Regions from separate parts of the Mus musculus genome. Here regions 2, 3 and 4 are each linked to region 1. A link is a contact called in public Hi-C, capture Hi-C and promoter capture Hi-C data. All regions are on one chromosome and are shown on one strand. Each heading gives the region's core, a stretch centred on a gene start, on an enhancer-like site or on the middle of the called end of the contact. The rest is flanking DNA. Distances are from core to core; before and after follow the strand shown.

Region 1 (3,552 bases), core at 290-2,789:
GTGTCAAGAGGGAATCCAGGATTAAATTTAGGTTTAGCCTAAAGACAGCTGTGTGCCTTGGGCCTAAAGGCAAGGAGGAATTGTAAGGGGAAGCACACAAGGATATCAGAACAGGCTGTGGAGTAAGATCAAGGGAAAGAGCGGGGCAGCGGAGGGCAGTGCGTGAATGACTTATAGATCTTGACTTTCACTTTTTCTGTCAGTTCTGTGGATCTGAATGGAAAGTGGAATGGATGGGAGTGGGCTGGACACTATGGGAGTCAAGAGGGAGAGGGTGGTCTAGCGAGGTTCCTTGCTCACAAGTAATAGCAACCAGTCTGGAGGGAGCTGGAGCAGTCACGATGATGATTGCACATTTCTAGATGAGCTTTGCATATAGCTCCTGGAAGGCAGAAATAGACAGTCAACAGGCACGGGGTGTGTGCTCAAAGGGCCACTGCTTCGGGTGTGGCTGAACTGACTTGTTTGTTTGTTTGTTTGTTTGTTTAAATAGATTCATTTCTTTTGTGTTTTTGTCTTAATGGTCAGATCTTTGTCTCAAATGGAGAGTCCTGCCTTCCTCTTCCAATTACCAGGAAAAAGGATTACCTGACCTATGGATTTGTGCCAGTAATCCCAACAACCTGGAAAACAGGTAAGTGTTGAGTAATTCTCCAAAAATTCTCTTGTCAATGTAAAATTCCTAAGGTATCCCTTATAAACCTTGAAAGTGTCAGTTATAGAGAGATTTTTACCTTAGAGGCCCATTTCTCTTTAAAGCCTTTGTAAACTCCTTGGCTATCTATGAGAATATTGTTGGTTAGTATATTTTTCTATTGATTTAAACTGATCTGGCCGGGCGGTGGTGGCGCACGCCTTTAATCCCAGCACTTGGGAGGCAGAGGCAGGTGGATTTCTGAGTTCGAGGCCAGCCTGGTCTACAGAGTGAGTTCCAGGACAGCCAGGGCTACACAGAGAAGCCCTGTCTCAAAACAAACAAACAAAAAACAGATCTGCTATCACAAAGCACAGGGCCTCATGTGTGTGGGCCTTCCACCTAGCAGGAAGCCTTGGCCTCCTGAGCTGCATCTCCCATCCATGCACACAAGCCAACAACTTGCTCTTACAGGAGTGTTCCTGAGAGGGTGTGTCCAGCAGCTCTAAGCTGTTAGAATATATGATTTAAAAAAAAATTAAGTCATGTATTGATTCCATTATTTTATATGCTAGAGGAAAAAGTTCAGACTAAACAGGAAAAAGGGCTGATTAAATATTGATGGCTGTCGAGCCCTTTTAGACTAATATCCTTTCTCTAGGGAAGGGAGTTAGTATTCCTTTTTAATAGAGGCATCTTCGCCCCACCCCAGCACTGCTTTCTCTGTACAATCTCCTCTATGTCCTTAGAGCTAAAGAGTAAAGGGATCACTTTTACTAATGTGGACCCGAGAGTAATCCCTCTTCTTCAAGTATGTTTATCCAGCTCTGAAGACTAACCCCCCGGGAAGCTGCCTTTCACAGCTTTCTTTACTTCCATTGTCCCGTGACCCTGAACTAGCATGCTCTCGCCCTCATCCCTTAGCAACTAGGGATGCCTCACAAAGCATTGCAGAATCATCCTCAAGACCACATTAACTTTGTCCCTTTTACGCATCCAGATAATTCCACTTGCAAGGAGAGGCAAGACAAATTTAGTTGTGTTGACAGAAAATTGATGGACTCTGAAACTATAAATACCAGAAAGTGCTTCTATTTCTTGTTCCCCGAAGTCCCTGAACCTTTCAACACAATGGCATAATACTGACCATCTGTATGTCATCCCCACTGAACAGATTATAATAAAATATGCAGAAAACAGCAGCAGGAGGCTTAGCAAGATGTAAGAGCATCTAATTGGGAGCAGACGCTTCCTGCATAGGGAACTCACAGTCTGTTGTGTGGATACGATGACTCCTGGGGGAAGACTGGGAATCAGTCCTGTGACCTCACTCAGTCCTCTGATTCAGCGTCGCAGTCTGGACCTACCTTCATGAAAAGTGGGGATTGATGTCTGCCAGGAGACCTATGCACTGTTGAGTTTAGATGATAGAATCATATAAAATAAACTCATATAAACAAACCTGATATGGTTGTGTATTAGGGCATGTTCTGTGAGAACAAGAACTGTCAAGAGTCTTGAGAGTAGACAAGGTATTGCCTAGAGTCCCAGAGCCTACAGTTGGTGGTCCAAAATGGCTTCCTAGTAGCCACCAAAATCAATGCTAGTGGATGGCGTTTGAATGAACAATGGTCTATGAAACAGAACTTGAGACAGAAACACCCCTTTTGTAAACACAAAAGCTTACCCTTCCATCTTCATAAAAGTCCTGTGAACTCATTCCATCCCTAAGAGGAGAAAGCACAGATACCCAGAAGGCTTTAGTGACCTGCTGGCGATTCTCCCTTCAAGCTGAACTTGAAGCAGAGAGTCTGTAATAGAACATCCTATGGAACTCAGTTCCACTTTACATGCATTTAATGATTAAAACCATCTTACCCATTGTAGTATTCAGGGCCAGCAGCCTGGACAAACTAACATAGAGCCAGTTTTGTTGAGGCTACTGAAGTCTTGTTTGTTTTCTGGTTCAAGCACAGAGGGAAACTACATTTTTGTTACAATCTCTGAGAAATAGCTGTCAGCACGCTCCCATTATATTCATGATATGCATTCATCTGTATTGAATGCAGGGATCACCAGCGGGGTAAAAATGATGCCTGTATTTGGCTGAAGCAAAGTCTCCTCTGTTTCAGAAAGGATGCAAAATACATAGAGGTTGTACTGCATATTAAAATTGTCCAAAGATCTTTGAAGGTAGACAGTTGCGTGTGCTTCATTTTAATAAAATACTTCCTTTCTCTGTTCTGAATAAAAACTTAACATGGCCAGGAGGTTCTTTTCTCAAATGAAGTAGTCCTGTGTAAATGCTGCTCCGTAAGTGTCTTCAGGTTCATGTGGTTGGTGGCTGTATAGACATCCTTGTGCAGTCATCCTTGGGCTTTGTTTATGTAGCACCTTCCTTGGAAAATAACAATAATAGCCAACACCACATGAAGGCAGAATGAAGTGGTTTTTTCACAGCAGTGCTTGAATTCAGTGGTAGTTCCTCACTCTTCTCTGCTGGTAGGGGTCAAGAGAAATCCATGCTCAACGCACTGAAAAGCGTTGAAGAGCGGGTGGTTTCCTTCTGCCTTCTATTTCCTTCTCTGTTTCCAGTGTGGAGAGGTCCTCCCCATTCCCAGTCTCCTCTCTCTCTAAGCCCAACACCCTTATGTTTTCTGATTCCCTCCACCTCCTCTTTTAGTGACTGGATGCAACTTTCCCCTCCTTCCACGTATCAACAATAGAAAACTTCTTAGGCTAGGGTTTTACTGCTGTGAACAGACACCATGACCAAGGCAATAAAAAACAACATTTAATTGGGGGTGGCTTACAGGTTCAGAGGTTCAGTCCATTATCATCAAGGTGGAGCATGGCAGTATCCAGGCAGGCATGGTGCAGGAGGAGCTGAGAGTTCTATGTCTTCATCCAAAGGCTGC
Region 2 (3,522 bases), core at 705-3,204, 240 kb before region 1:
TTCTCCCCCTTGCAACTTTAAAAAATGTTTTCTTTAACATTTGTCTTACAGCAACAAGAAGATCCTAAGAAACTTTAAAATTAGAAGCCGTGCAAAGAAAAATGCCCTACCCCCAAATATGCCGCCGTAGACAAGATTTTACTCTGATCTAAAGGGAATGGAAGAATATTCTGTGATCCCTATAATGGCTAAAAACAAACAAAACAAAACAAACAAACAAAAACCTGGCTGTCAGTCATCAGAAGCCCCTCCTCCTGTCTCCCAGCAGAGTGGAGACTCTGTTGACAAATCAGCATCCATCTCTCTAACAACAGCCCGTTGCATTTTAACATCTCTGACTGACAGCTCCTCATGGCCTCGTGCTGGATTTGCATCACTCTAACAACACCTCGCTGTATCTTAACATCTCTGACAGCTCCTCATGGCCTCGTGCTGGATTGGCTAAATGCTTAGCTACCTGAGAAATGATTCGGTTTTACTGGGTTTGTTTTGCTGTACTTTTTTTATATAAATTTTTTTTTGGAGGGGGGAGATGGGGAGCAGTTTCAAATTAGCAAAGCAGAAAGTACTTTTTTTAAAAATATATATAATTTTTTTTGAGTATGGCTTTATCATGTAGCAACTCCAGTGGACCTGGAAATTCTAGGTAGACCAGACACGTGTTGGGTTTTACATGCCTGTACAATACCACTTAGCCAGTACTGATGTATGTTTGACTAGTATAGAGTTCATTGCTTGTGCTAAACAACCTGGGTGTTGACAAGTGTTTATAGAGTGCCATACATTTGAAATCATATAGTATGCTACCGTTCAGATTGGCTTTTACCTAGCAATATGCCTGTGAGAAATATCCATGTCCTCGATTGATTTTTCTTAATGTTGAGATTCCATTGTCCAAGATGTGCCTTATGAATTGATGCTATTACATATGGATATCTGGTTGGTTTTTATATATCCAAGACAGGGTCTTTTGCAGCACAGGCTGGTCTTGAGTATTTTAATTTTTTTAAAGTGTTATTACTTGACATTTCCCACTCCGATCACACTCACCATCCCTGTCTTCTCTTATTGTGCCTGTAGCCCTACCAATTTGGCCTTTGGGGCCACTCACACAGACATGAATACAGTGTATTTACCAGTGTACAGGCAGCTCACTCGCCTGCAGCTGAACTGACTGCTGATGGCTCTCCGTGCTCCAGCAGTCATCAACTGGCAGTAGTAGCTCCCCAGGAAGAGCATGGCTCCCACAGACTCCTCATCTCTCCTTGACTGCATGTTTATGGGCTTGGTTGATCCTTGGGCCTTCATTTCCTAAGTGCTGAAGTGTACCACAGCGTACAATGCTGGACATTCAACCCAGGGCTGTAGGCATACTAGCAGGTCACATACTTTACAGAGCTACATTCCCAGCTGTAAATTGATGGTGAGGATAGAGACTCTGGGGAGCCCCGGCTGGTCCCCCAAATTCACAAACATGCCTCTGTCTGTTCAGTCTCGCACACAGGTTTGAGACGGATGTGTCTCGGGCTTGTCTTCAGGATGTGTAACCTAGGTCAATACCAAACTCTTGATCTTGCCTCTGCTTCTCAGATCACCAGATATAAGGTGTGCCACTACACCCAGACTGCTGGAGTGCACCATGATATATTGTTAGGATTAAACCAAGTCTTCCTTAGCTCTGAGTGCCTTCAAACTTTCCTTGTAGCTGAGGATAACTTGGAACTTCTGAGCCCCCCCTTCCTACTATTCTAGTGCTGGCATGGGTAATAGGTACCACCATTTCACCTTTTATGGAATGACCCTAAGGTTTTCTATAGCGACTCCAGCACTTGATATATTGGGCATCTTCCAGTCTGTTTTTTTGAGCTGACCCAGATTGAGCTCGGATTTCTGCTGTAGTCCAGGCTAGCCTTGGAACTAATTCTACCTCAGCCCCCTCTGTGCTCTCATGCAGAGTAACATGCACTGAGAACACAGGGGTGCTCAGAAGCCAGAGGGTAATGGGAGCACAAGGCCAGCCTTACGTATGGCAAGTGGCAAATTGAGGCCAGATTAGACTAAATAGTCATTTTAGGATTTTGTGGCTAGGCTGCCTCAACAACAAAAAGAATGGAGAGAGGAACCAAAGAAAGGAAGGAGGAGGGGGACTTTTGGGATAGCATTGGAAATGTAAATGAAGAAAATACCTAATAAAAAAGGAAGCCGGGCGTGGTGGCGCACGCCTTTAATCCCAGCACTCAGGAGGCAGAGGCAGGCGGATTTCTAAGTTCGAGGCCAGCCTGGTCTACAAAGTACAAAAAACAAGCAAACAAAACCATAACCCACCACTGGTTGCTCTTTCAGAGGTCTTGAATTCAATACCCAGCAACCACATGGTGGCTTACAACCATCTGTGATGAGATCTAGTGCCCTCTTCTGGCCTGCAGGCATACATTGCAGGCATAATGCTGTCTACATAAAAAAAAAGTCATTTTGACATTAAAAGGAGGTAGGAGGCCATAGTTATTTAAGGTTCAGTCTGCCTCTTAGTTTAGAATTGCAGCCCAGACACCTGTCTCCCTCTCCATGCAAACTGAAACATTGTTACATTGTTAACCTTTGCGGTTCTTTCAGTGCGATGGATTCTTCTTCCTTCAATCTTGCCTTGATTCTTGCCAACATCCTCCCTCCCCCCACCCGCTCTAAATCAGGAACCTGTGACAGCATTGGTTATACCAGATAATCTTTTTGTTTTCCGAGACAGGGTTTCTCTGTGTAGCCCTGGCTGTCCTGGAACTCACTCTGTAGACCAGGCTGGCATCGAACTCAGAAATCCGCCTGCCTCTGCCTCCCAAGTGCTGGGATTAAAGGCATGGGCCACCACTGCCCAGATAATCTAAGGTCATTTTTTCCCTTTCAAAAGCTTCAATTTGCTGAGCCTGGTGGCACATGCTTTTAATCCCAGAACTTGGGGATCAGAGACAGGCACATCTGAGTTGTAGAGCCAATCAGGTCTATAGAGTTCATTTCAGGATAGCCTGTGCTACAGAGAAACCCTGCTTGGAAAAATGAAACAAAAATCAAGAGCTTTAATCAGATCTTCCAAGTCTCTTTTGCCATTTAAACTATTTCCTTCTCAGGGTCCAAAGAACAATTTGGAGGAAAATATATGATAACAAAATAAAATCCCCTTCAAACAACTCACAGAGTCAGAATTTACAGAAAGTGCCTACATGGACTTTAGGGACATTGGTGTTTCCCAGGTGGGAATAAAAATAGAGGGTTTGGTAGAAGGAACAGCAACAGCATTGCAGAGCCTGGACATGGGGAGAATGAGCACTGATGGGAGCAGGGCTGTGCTCCGTGCAAGGAGACTGTAAGGTGATCCCAATCACAATCCACGCCGCCACCCCTTGGCTAATTTCTTTTTCTTGCACTAGGGATAAAGTCGGGGCTTGTAAGCATGCTAGGCCGTTCTGAAGCTCTGTGCTGACGAAGTATTCCTGGGTTCTAATCTGTATGAAAGGTGTGCAGACTTCTTTC
Region 3 (3,215 bases), core at 341-2,840, 140 kb before region 1:
TTGTTCATTCCTGACCTTGGAATAAGGAATAAATGAATTATTGTAGTCATTTTTCTTTGTTTTCAGTATTTAACAGACTTTTCAAGACCATCAAAAACTTATCCTTTGGAGCCAGAAGATCAGATTTAGTGCATATTACATGGATGGCTCTTGAAATTATGAAAAACCCCAAACAGAGAATACCTGCAAGGGACATTTAGGACTTTTAACTTTTAACTGATGTCTCCAGGTCCTTTTTGTGTCTCAGTACCCTTTGTGTAAGACTGGCGCCTTCTTCTGCTATTGGAGATTCCACCAGAACAACAGTCCTCTGATTACTTTAGATGAGAATTATGACACCATGAATAATGACATTTTCAGTGGAGACACTGAATGTTTGTTTTGTAAAGGAGAATGAGAAAAAGAAACGATAAACCCAGAAAGAATAAGCAATATCACAATGACATAAAGCTATCGCCATTACATGATCTTGTTAGATATAGCCACACAAGCAGGAATGTGAGGGAGTCGCATTGGATTGATGTATGAAGAAAAAATGAGAGACAGAAGATAGGCTAGAATATGATCAACCACATGTCTCCCTCCCTCCCCACCCTCCCTCCCTCCCCACCCTCCCTCCCTCCCTCCCTCCCTCCCTCCCTTCCTCTCTCTTTCCCTCTCTCTATATCTGTTTTGTTCTTATGTAGTCTGAATTTGTAGCCTAAGCTAGCTTCAAACTCACAGCAATCTTCTTGGCTTGGCCTCTTAAGTGTTAATATTACAGGTGGCTGTCATGTCCTGGTTATCTAGCTTTCTTGAAGAAAGTTTTGAACTAAATGGATAAAATTTAATGAATACAGACAAGTCCAGTGAGTTCAGTGCCTTGGTGGACTATTGGCAGGTCACAGCGTACTCTGGGGCAGGGTGATGACTACCAGAGGGACTTGGAAAGGATTAATATTCATAACCAGTGGTATTTAAGAAGAGTTTTATCTGTGTAGATTAGGTATTAACAAAAATGAATAGGGTCTGGGGAGATAGATCAGTAAAGTGCTTGCAGTGCAAATGTGAAGATGGTTGGGTCCTCAGAACCCACACAGAAAGCTTAGCAACAAGAGGAGGTCATGTGTAATCCCAGCACCCTGTAGACAGAAATGAGGGGTCCCTGGAACTAGCTGGCCAGCTAGAGTACTCACAATCCAGATTCAGTCAGAGATCCTGGCTCAATAAATAAAAAGCAAGACACTGGATGTCACCTTCAAGCCTCTACATGCAAGCTACACATGTATGCCTTTGCAGACACAAACATTGCAAATTAAATAATAAACAGGAATGGTAATGTTACTCTAAGCATGGTGGCATCCACACACTTTAGCATGGCAGTGGTAATGGCCCATCCATAGACAATGGGGTGAGGAGCTTTGGGAAGCAACTTCCCTATTTAGTTCTAACTGCTTAGAGAATAGAGGTAATTGTAGGAATGGGAAAGACAATCAGGGTTTTAAAGAGGCAGGCATCCCCTCAAGAAGAGAGAGACGAATCTAGGCTCTATAAAGATGCAAATGAGGAAGTCCTGAGTAAGCAGACTTTCAACAAGTGCCTCCTTTCCTGCTCTCAACCTTTGTACTTGCCCTGGAACTGGATGGTCTGTGCTCTGGAATGCTGGCTCTCTGGTTCAGAGTGCTTGCTGCTCCTGCAGAGAATTTGAGTTCAGTCGCCAGGACCTACTTTGTATTGCTCACAATGGTCTGCAGCTCCAGCTCCAGGGGTGACCCTACATCTTCTGACCGCTGTGGGCACTCACTAGCACGTGTTCACACATAAATAAAAATAAACCTTAAAAGAAAATTGGGAAAAATGTGGAATTTGGAAGGCTAAGAACGTTATGGAGTCTTGTATACAATACCTTCCATCTCACATTCTGTTCTATTCTGTTAGCTCTTTTCTTCCCTCTTCCCTTCCCTTCCCTTCCCTTCCCTTCCCTTCCCTTCCCTTCCCTTCCCTTCCCTTCCCTTCCCTTCCCTTCCCTTCCCTTCCCTTCCCTTCCCTTCCCTTCCCTTCTTTTCTTTTCTTTTCTTTTTTCGACTCTGTTTCCCAATAGCCTTTCATGATTTTCATTCAGAGGCTTAGAAAGACAATCCACTACTGACCATACTATTAAGATATGTTCTCTGAGCAAGCCTTCTTTCTGGACAGGGCTTTAGACGCCATGGAAGCTGGGGCTGGCCTGCCAGTGTCTCTGAGCAAAGAAGGCAGAATAAGGTTCATACTCTAACTTGGAGCCTTGAAACTAAGTGTGGCCACATATAGTCCACGTGGCAATTCTCCCCCGCCACACCCTCAAATTTCTCTCTGCTGTAAAATGGAAGTTCTTAGGGCTTGTTGAAGATATTTTATCCTCTAAATCAAGACCCCAGGGAAGAAAGCTCAAGGCAGAGGATCTCTGAAATCACAGAGAGGCTCCTCTTATTTCTGCATGTTATATTTTTTTCATTATTACCATATGATTGTTATGGTGAACCAAAGGTAATTATAGCTCAATTGCATAATAAGGTCAACAGAAACTATTCTCAAAGTGTTGTCCACTTTGTTTCTATATATAGTGCATGCCCTATAATTCTTTTATGGCAACATACTTTGATCTCATCTCAAATAGTAGCGGTTTAGCACTGTGATATTGAAGAGATATGAAAATAGTAGAAAAATTCAGATACTAAGCAATTTAATTCCACTAAAGTAGGTTTTATTTTTTGTTTTGTTTTGTTTTTTAATATCTTATACTAGGCAGCCTCCAGATCTTGTTGCAGCATAAGACGGGAAGATAGAACAATTACAGGTAAGTAAGGTCCCTAGACTCAAATGACCCATTTGAGAGCATACAAGACAATTTGATCCATTTCAGAGCTCTGCAATTTGAGTTAGAAGACATTTTAAGAGATGGTACTTTTTTTTTTTTTTTGTAACAGCAGGAAAAAAAAATGTGCTTTTCTCTCCTTTGGAATTGCCAGTGACTCAGCACACGTTGGTAAGTGCTAAGCCCAAAGGCCAAGGTACCAGTCTATCTTACGTGCGTGAGACTTTTTCCTACCTTTGGACTTTAAAAAAGATTTTCATTAAAGAGTGTTCCAAAGTTCAATCCTCTTGTTTTGTCTCTTTGCTTTCTAATAGGGAGCCAAAGCTGCTTGCACTGGTTTTTAAAATAGTTTGCTAAAGTTGGTGTGAGTTTAAAAACTTGC
Region 4 (3,547 bases), core at 360-2,859, 190 kb before region 1:
TTTTTTTTTTTTGCTTATTTATTTTTACTATACAATGTAACAATTCCAGCCTGGCAGTCACAACATACCTTCCAAGTCTCCATGTCATTAGGATTCGATTTGTGACATGGCACAGGAAAAAGCTATCAGTATCTTATAGAAGATGCAAATTTGAATACATTAAAAACAGCTATGAAGTAGGAATTCCAGGACAATGTAGTAACCCTGTGGTCATCAGTGTCTAGAGCCTCTATCTTACTACCCTTGATACATGGCTTGAATTCTTTTCTTTTCTTTTTTAAAGATTTATTTATATTACATATATGAGTTCACTGTCTTCAGACGCACCAGAAGAGGGCATCCATTACAGATGGTTGTGAGCCACCATGTGGTTGCTGGGAATCGAACTCAGGACCTCTGGAAGAGCATTTGGTTCTCTTAACCACTAAGCCACATCTCCAGCCCTCTTGCACTCTTTTTATTTTTTGTTTTTTCAGTGCTGGACCTCACACATGCTAGACAAGCCTTCTACCACTGAGTAATAATGTCAGCCCATTGTTTATGTTAACAGCATATATAAACTATATATTATTAGGTAATGATGGACTTCATTATAACATACTCATACATGTATGTAATGAATCCCGATCATTTTCATCTCCCTGCTACCCACACTGATCCCTTTCCTCTTTCTAAATCTCTCTTCTGCTTTCCTGTCTCTTCTTGATGACGCCATGAATTTCATTAGAATTACTTACTGGAGCATGGATACAGCTGTGATTTCAGGAGCGTGGGAATATTACCATAGCTACACCACTGAAGAAAATGTCTCTCCTTCCTCTAGTAACCATTAACAACTGCCTATAGATTCCCAAGTTACTGGGCTGCAGGAATAAAACAGAATGCAGAGAGCATTCAGAAGGGGCTGCAGTCTCTCATTTCGATTTCCCTGTCATTTTCCATTTGTCTTCACATGGGAACAGCCTTCATGACAGTTTTAACTCTCAGGACCAAGACCCCAAGCCACACTGAAAGGACTGGGGTTTATTACCTCCATTTGAACAAGCCAGCATTTTAGTTACAAAATTAAAGTTATGCAAAGACATGTGGTACAAGCAGAGAGGACATCCCAGCAGAATTGACTGATGGTCGGGTCAACTCAGAGACATGGAACAATGCTGGAGAAGTTGACCTACAAGCAGAGTAAAAGATGGGAATTCTAGTCTGAAGCCCTGACTGAAAGCATCTCTGGGCAGCATTCGCAGGACCATAAGTCTCAAGGGTTTTGGAATTCTGTGGGGTCCTGGCTCAAGAACACTGTGCCCTTTAGTAATGGCTCCTTGTGTGGCATGAGCTGTGACACTAGTCTTTGTTTCTCATTAATTCCCAAAGATCTCCCTCACTTTCTCCCTGGGCATTACACACTGCAAAATGTGAGGACTGGGCTTTACCACAGCACCTTCGTCACCAGGCAGCGGACCGATTTTCTTTCCTCCAGATGGTCCTCATAGACTAGCCAAAGAGGAGACCAGGCTGGCCATCTGTTTCCTGTTGTCTTTTTAAGTTGCCTGGCCACTCAGCAAGGCTGACATAGCCCAGGGCACCAGCTGTCAGCCTTAGCTGCCCCCAGTTGGCCTTGCCATACTTTGTCATAGTAGGCTGGATAGGACAGGGGCCTTGCTCAGAACAGTTTGACACTCATGAGGAAAGATGGTTTGTTCCTCGTCCGTTCCAACCAGCTTGCCTTATGGCAAATATAAAAGATGCTTCCACGTCCTTAATGTCCACAAGCTAGGGATGGTGGTGGTGATTTGGGGGAGGGAAAAGGCAAGGATTGTGTGGGTAGGCAGAACAGATTGTAACATAAATCTGAATTAATGTATCTGTAAGAGATTTGATTATAATTTACAATTTACCCTTCTGCTTTTGGTTTGCCTCCTATTCTTTCTAATTATACATGTATTTATTTACAGACAAAATAAGGATATAGTCTTGGTATAAGTTTTGTACACACAGCTAGAAAATTAAGACGATCACCTACTATCCTGCACACCATAAGGAAAACTACTATTTATTTTGTTAAGTCTCTGTTTGTTAAGTGCTCTGTATGCAGAAATGCCTTAACTACACCCTCTATATTGTTTCCTCTGTGGGCTTTATTTCTTAACATCACAATATCAAATATTAAACACTTTTGATGAGTAAGTAACATCACTGTGCATGACTATAGCAGAATTCGTGTGGCTATTCTTTAATTGTTGGATGTTATTTTTTTCCCCATTTTGTTTTTATGTTAGATCATTCCATAAGGAATAGCCACATATAAACCACATTTAAAGTGTGTCTACTTCCTTGGCATAGGATGAAGATATCAGTTCTAAGGGACTGGTTACTGCACTGTTAAATTGCCTCAAGAAGAGTATCAGTGTCTTCATTGCCTTTAGTGGATTACATTGCCTTCAACAAGAAATTGCCTGTTTGCGATCTTCCTTCCTTCCTTCCTTCCTTCCTTCCTTCCTTCCTTCCTTCCTTCCTTCCTTCCTTCCCTTTGTCCTTCCTTCCTGATCCATTTTTTTTTTCTTCCACAAGAGCCATCACCGAAGGATAGATGTGAGCTAAAGAAGCTAAGACTGATACAAAGAGCCAGACACTCATTTCTGCCAGGTTCCCATAGTGACCTGGAGTGTAATCCGAACCTGACTCAGCAGGAGGAAAGGATGGTGATAATGCTTCATCCTGTGCCTGAGAGGGATCCACAGAGCTCTGCATCCCAGGAGGTGCTCCCTTTTGAACAATCTCCATTTCCATTAGCCAACTCTGCGGGTATCATGGCTGGCTCTGGGTCTTTAATGGCTGCTTTCAGTGGCCAGGTGGTCCCACCTACGGGGAAGAGCACAAGTGCTCCGCAGAGTGGAGAGTTGTTAGCCCAAGTTGGGCATGGTGGTTGGCTCTCAGAATAGAGATTCCTCAGGGGTACTGGCATCTTGTTGAGCATCCAGGCTGCTTCATGAGTGAGGGTCACACACCAGCCTTTTGTGAGCTTGCAGAGACAGTTTAGAACGCCCCAAGTTGATGCTGTACAGTCATGTTAGACTGTTGTTACAACACTCACCATCTTCAGATTTATGTTTATTGAGCCTTTCAAGTATCCAACCTGTCAGTATAGCCTTTCCACCTCCTGCCTGGCATAACCGTACTGTCTTCTCTGTGGGACAAACCAATTCTTGCCAGGTTAGCTCTAGTCTAGTTCCTTCAAGTCACATGCATTGGCAATCCTGGGCTGCATTTGTCTTTGTCTTTTTTTATATCTCTATAAAATTCCAAATGTTAGGTCCATAATAATTATCACTGATGTCAAACATTTTGTCACGTGATCATCTTCACTCTTGTATTTTCTCCCTAACTTGTCTAGATAAGCAAGTCTGGTGGCTTCAACAGCATCACAGTTTTGTCAAAAAGAAGCTTGAGTCTTTGCTTTATGCTTCTATTCCATTCCTTTCCTTGAGCTCTGGCCCTTCATAGCAAAAGTCCACTTCATTCTCTAGGCAAAACATGACTCAAAGTCTGT

Evidence for each region. Promoter capture Hi-C pulls out the DNA fragments that hold promoters and counts their contacts. Hi-C and Micro-C count contacts between places; a contact is called where the count stands out from the background. Capture Hi-C pulls out chosen DNA fragments and counts their contacts.
Region 2: a capture Hi-C map of embryonic stem cells shows a contact between it and region 1, with 5 times the contacts expected there. The contact joins two enhancer-like sites. A contact is called at or near these places in 4 of 39 promoter capture datasets (embryonic stem cells, hippocampal neurons and liver), 9 of 484 Hi-C or Micro-C datasets (the G1E-ER4 cell line, embryonic stem cells, nephron progenitors and 2 more), 3 of 115 datasets of contacts at active chromatin or transcription factors (all in embryonic stem cells) and 2 of 9 other capture datasets (embryonic stem cells and pancreatic islet).
Region 3: a contact with region 1 is called in a promoter capture Hi-C map of embryonic stem cells. The contact joins two enhancer-like sites. A contact is called at or near these places in 1 of 39 promoter capture datasets (embryonic stem cells), 13 of 484 Hi-C or Micro-C datasets (Th1 cells, embryonic stem cells, nephron progenitors and 2 more), 2 of 115 datasets of contacts at active chromatin or transcription factors (both in embryonic stem cells) and 2 of 9 other capture datasets (embryonic stem cells and pancreatic islet).
Region 4: a Hi-C map of cerebellum shows a contact between it and region 1, with 3 times the contacts expected there. The contact joins two enhancer-like sites. A contact is called at or near these places in 1 of 39 promoter capture datasets (embryonic stem cells), 14 of 484 Hi-C or Micro-C datasets (cerebellar granule neurons, cerebellum, differentiating embryonic stem cells and 3 more) and 1 of 9 other capture datasets (embryonic stem cells).

What each region holds. Positions count from the first base shown.
Region 1 is chr16:48,561,007-48,564,558 of GRCm38.p6, forward strand. It overlaps Morc1 (microrchidia 1), which reads left to right. Exons shown (of 27, transcript NM_010816.1): 16 at 529-634. Among named protein-coding and RNA genes, the nearest start is that of Gm41458, 51 kb to the right of the region's middle. Within about 2 kb of position 1,540, at least 14 of the 459 cell types and tissues checked have an H3K27ac peak or open chromatin away from gene starts, as enhancers often do. A contact at or near this core is called in cerebellum and embryonic stem cells, where this site is marked.
Region 2 is chr16:48,318,582-48,322,103 of GRCm38.p6, forward strand. Dppa2 (developmental pluripotency associated 2) reads left to right here. Exons shown (of 7, transcript NM_028615.1): 7 at 52-932. The coding sequence ends at 130. Among named protein-coding and RNA genes, the nearest start is that of Dppa2, 10 kb to the left of the region's middle. Within about 2 kb of position 1,955, at least 7 of the 459 cell types and tissues checked have an H3K27ac peak or open chromatin away from gene starts, as enhancers often do. A contact at or near this core is called in embryonic stem cells, where this site is marked.
Region 3 is chr16:48,421,176-48,424,390 of GRCm38.p6, forward strand. No RefSeq gene overlaps it. Among named protein-coding and RNA genes, the nearest start is that of Morc1, 8.5 kb to the right of the region's middle. Within about 2 kb of position 1,591, at least 11 of the 459 cell types and tissues checked have an H3K27ac peak or open chromatin away from gene starts, as enhancers often do. A contact at or near this core is called in embryonic stem cells, where this site is marked.
Region 4 is chr16:48,371,107-48,374,653 of GRCm38.p6, forward strand. No RefSeq gene overlaps it. Among named protein-coding and RNA genes, the nearest start is that of Gm5485, 40 kb to the right of the region's middle. Within about 2 kb of position 1,610, at least 9 of the 459 cell types and tissues checked have an H3K27ac peak or open chromatin away from gene starts, as enhancers often do. A contact at or near this core is called in cerebellum, where this site is marked.